Regions from separate parts of the Sus scrofa genome. Here region 1 is linked to region 2. The links are chromatin contacts, called in public HiChIP or PLAC-seq maps. All regions are on one chromosome and are shown on one strand. The core of a region is the stretch at or near the end of the contact, and the rest is flanking DNA. Distances in the headings are between cores, read along the strand shown. Region 1 overlaps GPM6B (neuronal membrane glycoprotein M6-b). Region 2 has its middle 100 kb from the start of TMSB4X.

Region 1 (2,818 bases), core at 54-2,553, 800 kb before region 2:
CTGTATGTATGATCCAGCTGCAGGTCCGATTTGGCCTTGCTGACCCCTGGTCTAGAGCCGGGGCTTCTAAAGGGGTCCACACACCTTCAAGGGGCCTGTGGGAAGAGAACTCAGGAGGAAATGGGATACGAAAAAAATACACCCCTGTTTTTACTCACCTCCAATAGAAACTTAGCATTTGCTTTCACATGAATGTGGGCCACGCTTCAGTAGACCCATGACTTTGCTGCGTGAATAGAAATCACAGATACATGGGCACATCCTGTTTTGTCTCTGCTTAATTGCGCTGCACAGGTATTGCGGTTTTTACAAATGGAAGGTTTGTGGCCACCCAGTATCAAGCAGGTCTATTGGCGCCATTTTTCCAACAGCATTTTTTATAATTAAGGTCTATGCATTTCTGGTGGCATAATGCTATTGGATACTTAATAGATTGGTATGGTGTAAATGTAACTTTGATATGTACTAGGAAACCGAAAAAAATGTGTGTGTTGCTTTATTGCAGCGTTTGCTTTGTTGCTGTGGTCTGGAGTGGAACCTGCAGTATCTCTGAGGTCTACCTGTATCCATATCTCTATAGTTGTTGCAGGTATCTCCAAATGTTGTTAACACTTGTCACGTCTTTGAAGTTGTACATGATACCCTAAGCAGCATTAATAAAGAAAGAACATACGTACTATACATGCATGTATAATTACGTATTACATGATGACATAGAAAGCTTTGACCTTGACATTCCCGTCTGGTCGGACACACCGGTTAACAGCCAATGGAGTGCCCTCACTTGATCATACTTTCATGTTTATTTCTTTTAATCGAAGTGTAGTTAATTTACATTGTGTTATTTCAGGTGTACAACAGAGTAACTCGGTTGTACATATACATCTAGTTCAGATTCTTTGCCATTATAAGTTATTACAAGATATTGAGTATATTTCACTGTGCTCTGTAGTACGTCCATGTTGTTTATCTATTTTTATATATAGTAGTGTGTATGTGTTAATCCTAGATTCCTAATTTGTCTCTCCACCACCCATCCCCTTTGGTGACCATAAGTCTGTTGTCTATGTCTGTGATTCTGTTTCTGCTTTTGTAAATAAGTTCATTTGTATCATATTTTATTTATTCATTTGTGCCATATTTTAGATTCCACATATAAGTGATATCATATGGTGTTTGTCCTTCTCTGTCTGGCTTACTTCTCAGTGTGACATTCTCTAGGTCCATCCATGCTCCTCCTCCCATCTTGATGGAGCCCCATCCTTAATACCTTCTCAATGGGATTGGCTCACATGGGCCCCCTGCAGTTCATCCTGTGTCACTGCAGCTCATGTGCTCAGAGGGCACTGTTCCCTGTCCTTGGGATTGTCAAGTCTGTTGGGATTTTAAAAAGACAGGCTTCTCTGTGATTGGATTGGCATTTGGTTGTGAGTATGCATCATGAGCCCTGACTATGGTGGGAGACAGAAGCCTGACTTTATTCTGGTTTTCTTAGTGATTTTCTGCTGGCCTTTGGGCAGCTCGTTTAGTGGGAGCTGTTGAGGCCGAGGAGAAGGCATTCTGGACAAGGGTCAGAGGCCTGAGTGTTAGCACTGTGACTTCCTCTGTCTATCTCATGATCTTGGGAAAGCCAGTTAGCCTCTGTGTGCTTAAGTAAGCTTGTTGAAAATGGGGTAATACCCTCCCCGAGGAGTAGATGAGACAGTGTTGGGCAATCACTTTCGGGCAGGCCATTTTCATTAGCACAGTGGCGGAAGCATGCTGTCTCTAGCTCAGAGTGGCTGAGATGATTGAGTGAGATAATCAACATAAATGCTGAAATAAATCCAATCTACTTTAATGGAATCACCTTTAATAACAAATTAAGTGAGAGGAAACATTCCTGTATCTAGGCCTGGTGTATTTCCCACTTGTTTTTGAAGGCACCCATTGGCAGATAGGAATGAAGACCTTAGTAAAGAGGATCCTATTTGTGTTTTTGCTGTAAAGGATGTGCATTAAAGGAGACTGTACTTCACTGACAGTGGACTGAGTCTGGAAACCACACACTTGGACTCCTGTTACACAATCACCTAATTTTCTGCAACCACTAAGAGCCTGACCATCATATAGGAATTCTGAACTCAGCCCAACAAATGATGAGGCTTGATGGTAGTAGTTTATATTTCTAGCGTAACCTTCTTTTGCCACCTTCGCAATTAGAATTCGGCAATTCTTTTTTGAATATAGAACTTTAAATCGGAGGTTCGTTAATTTGTAGTGAGAAATAAAATCCGCAGGCCGATTTTGGCCTTCAGAGTATCTTTTTCTTGGTAGGGAAATCTCCATGGAGTCTAAGTTTCAGGACCAGGTTGAGCAGAGAGCAGCAGGAAAGAAAATTCACCAAGTTCCTGGCCCCATTCTTGGGGGACTGTGTCCGTCTTCAGGTTCAAGTGCACATTGTCTGCCAAAGTGTATTTGAACATGGAGTCCCCACAACAAGCATGCAAAAATCTTGGGGTTTGGCACCATGACCTTGTCTGGCTGGCTGGACTTAGGGAACAAGGGCTCTTCGTTTCTGGCAGGTCTAGTGGAGGAGTGAAACCACATGACCCTGAAGTTCCTTCAAATGCAATGACAGGAAGAATGGGTTGAGCAAGAGTAATTTTTGTAGACTCAGGAGACTGAATCTTCTTCTTTTTCAGTCGAGGAAGTGGCACATTCCAGACTGCAAGACAAGAAACCAAGGAGACGAAAGCTAATAAAAACCTGAGGGAGGAAATGAAATTGTCTCTCAGTTGGTAGAGGTGGCTGCCTTCCCCCACGTCCTTCTTGGGTC
Region 2 (2,700 bases), core at 75-2,574:
ACACTGCATGGGCACTATCAGTCCCTAGTACCACGTCTAACAAAGACAAAGGAAACTTACATGACTGAATTGGTAGAGCCACTTTGGAGGGCAGTCTGACAACGTGCATCAACAGCCTTAAAAGTATACCTAAAAAAAAAGTGCTTACACTTTTTGATCTTGAAATTTTTATTTCTAGGGTCCTACTTTTGGCCACTATTCAGAGACAGAGTCTAAAAATCTATGAACTGGAATTCCCCTTGTGGCTCAGTGGTAACGAATCCAACCTGTAATCATGAAGATGCGGATTTGATCCCTGGCCTCGCTCAGTGGGTTAAGGATCCGGCATTGCTGTGAGCTATGGTGTAGGTCCCAGATGCAACTCGGATGCTGCATTGCTGTGGCTGTAGTGTAGGCCAGCAGCTGTAGCTCCAATTTGACTCTAGCCTGGGAACTTCCATATGCTGCAGGTGCCCTAAAAAGCAAAGAAAAAAAAAATCTATGAACAGAGATGTGCATTACAGTGTTATTCTGGAGAAAAATGACATTTTCAGTGTCCCTCAATAGTAATTTTTGAATATATACGGCATGTTCTTACCATGAACAGAGCCATTAATAACCCATGTTGTAGGAGAAGGGGGGTAAGGTGGCTAAATTACCACATAACACAAAACAAAATTGAGTATCCAGAACGATATAGGTTTGTAAAAAAAAGAGAGAGAGAGAGAGACGGGTGTTTCTGAAACTATGTCAGGAGAGAGAAACAAACACTAAAAGGAAATACATCAAAATGTTAAGTGCAGCTTTGGCTGGCTGAGGATGAAGTTCACAAGGGCTTTTTGGTTTTGTTTTCATCACTGTGCCCTTCTGGATGGTTCGAAGTTCCCACAGGTCTTAAGGGTTGGTTTTATCATGAAAAATTCATTTAGAGAAAGAATACCCTTAATTAATTCATTAATAACATGAACATGGGAGAAAAGCAAGGCACTAATAGTCCAGTGGACACGCGCTGGAGGCTAGCATGGGCCCGAAGCCATCTGTCTCTACTCTGCTGCTTTTGGTACAGGGTCATGGGGAATCCATAGAATGTGCTCGCTGGGGCAGGGGGAGGGGAGGGGGAGGCGCTCCTTTCACACTCAGATGTGGAGCTGGGAAGCTGGCCCAGGCCTTGGCGAAGGAGGTGGCCCCTCTTGCATGCGAATTGAGGGCCGTGGGCTGCGACCATCCTCCCAGCTGTCTGAGCAAATGCAGGAATTCAGAGCTGACCAGCAAAGGAGGGCAAGAGACGAGGCCAGGGCAGCTGGTGTCCGGCGGAGACGGTCTTCTGTTTCCTGGAGTTCACACAGGGGAAGAGGAAGCCTTGCTCAACCGCAGAGCACGTTGAAGCAAACTGTGCTGAGCATGAGGAGGGGCCCCAGACCCCAGAGAGCCCCGGTCTGGGGCGCTGTGGCTGTGGCTGCTGTGCTGTTTTATCTTCAGGAAACTGCTCACCGCTCGCTCAGAATTCTGACACCACTGTTCACTGGGGGCCGGATGCCTGCCCTGAACTCACTGAACGTGTGTCCACTGTTGTTGCCCAGAAGAGCAGCCGCCACCATCCCCCGGAGAACACGCTGAGCTGAACACGCTGCGGGGCGGGGGATGGAGGAAGGTTATGTGAGCATTACACGAGGCCACATTCTCTGGGACTTGTCTCTCATGGGGACCGGCCTCAACAGGACAGGCTGCGAGCCTTCTGGCCTCCCAGACTGACTTGCCTCGGCCAGTCCCATCGGCTCCATCTCCAAGAAGAATCTTGCCAGCAGTCAGGAGGCTCCCTTCCTCGGCCCCAGCCTCCCTTGGAGGTCCCTCTGCCAAACTGGACTGCTTTGAGCCCTGGAGCTGTCCCAACCCCTCCCTAAGGCCTCGATGGAATGGCTAAGCTGAATGTGCAGTCTTCTCTGTATTGTCTTGTGGCATCTGTGGGCTGATGGATAGTCTTCCTAAATACCTAAAAATTCAAAGTACACGTTCTTCTGCCTCCTTGCTCAGCAACGGCACACAGGCAAAGCAACTGGTACCGCAGTGTGCAATCCTTCTCAGCAGGAAGCTTCTGGGGGGTCCCTGCAAGCATGTGCTAGATAGCCGTGGTTTCAGGGTAACAGCCAGGTAGGTCTGGCCACCGGAAATGTTCGCACTAGACACCCTCGCCGGCTTCTGTCTAACCCTAGTGTTAGGGAGAGGCCATCATTTTTCCACTTTGACAAAACCCGTTTGATTTCTCACACGGTATTTATTTTTTTCTGATTGCAAACCACGAAAAGGACCACAAACTGGATCCAGCTGAGGAGAAGCCGGGGCCTAGGGCCATTTCTCAGCTGCTCTTAAAGAATTCCTCAGACGGAGTCATTTTCCCTTGAGCCACAATCCCCCAAACTTCTAAAGAGACCACGTCTAGAGGAAGCATCTTGCTCTATGAAGGCAGCTGAGTGAGCCCTTCTGGGAAATGAAGCTAAATGACAATACCTTTTAGCTGCCTCCTCTTAGGAATCTGGTCTCAGTGCCAATCCATGTTATTTCTCACTATTGAAGAAGCATTAATGGCGAGTCCAAGGGCCCAAGGTTATTCGGACTCTTAGGAACCACACTTTCAGATCCCAGCGGCATCGGGTCAAGTTTTCCCCTTCCAAGGCAGACAAAGCCACCATTTGCGAGGCATACTCACAGCGCAAGCACGTTACA

What was found. HiChIP or PLAC-seq counts read pairs in DNA pulled down with a chosen protein or histone mark.
Region 1: an H3K27ac HiChIP or PLAC-seq map of alveolar macrophages shows a contact between it and region 2. The contact joins two enhancer-like sites. A contact is called at or near these places in 1 of 47 Hi-C or Micro-C datasets (embryonic fibroblasts) and 1 of 2 datasets of contacts at active chromatin or transcription factors (alveolar macrophages).

The regions. Positions count from the first base shown.
Region 1 is chrX:10,550,471-10,553,288 of Sscrofa11.1, reverse strand. The region is part of intron 1 of GPM6B (neuronal membrane glycoprotein M6-b); the gene reads left to right. Among named protein-coding and RNA genes, the nearest start is that of GPM6B, 31 kb to the left of the region's middle. Within about 2 kb of position 1,303, at least 16 of the 83 cell types and tissues checked have an H3K27ac peak or open chromatin away from gene starts, as enhancers often do. A contact at or near this core is called in alveolar macrophages, where this site is marked.
Region 2 is chrX:9,750,870-9,753,569 of Sscrofa11.1, reverse strand. No RefSeq gene overlaps it. Among named protein-coding and RNA genes, the nearest start is that of TMSB4X, 100 kb to the right of the region's middle. Within about 2 kb of position 1,324, at least 29 of the 83 cell types and tissues checked have an H3K27ac peak or open chromatin away from gene starts, as enhancers often do. A contact at or near this core is called in alveolar macrophages, where this site is marked.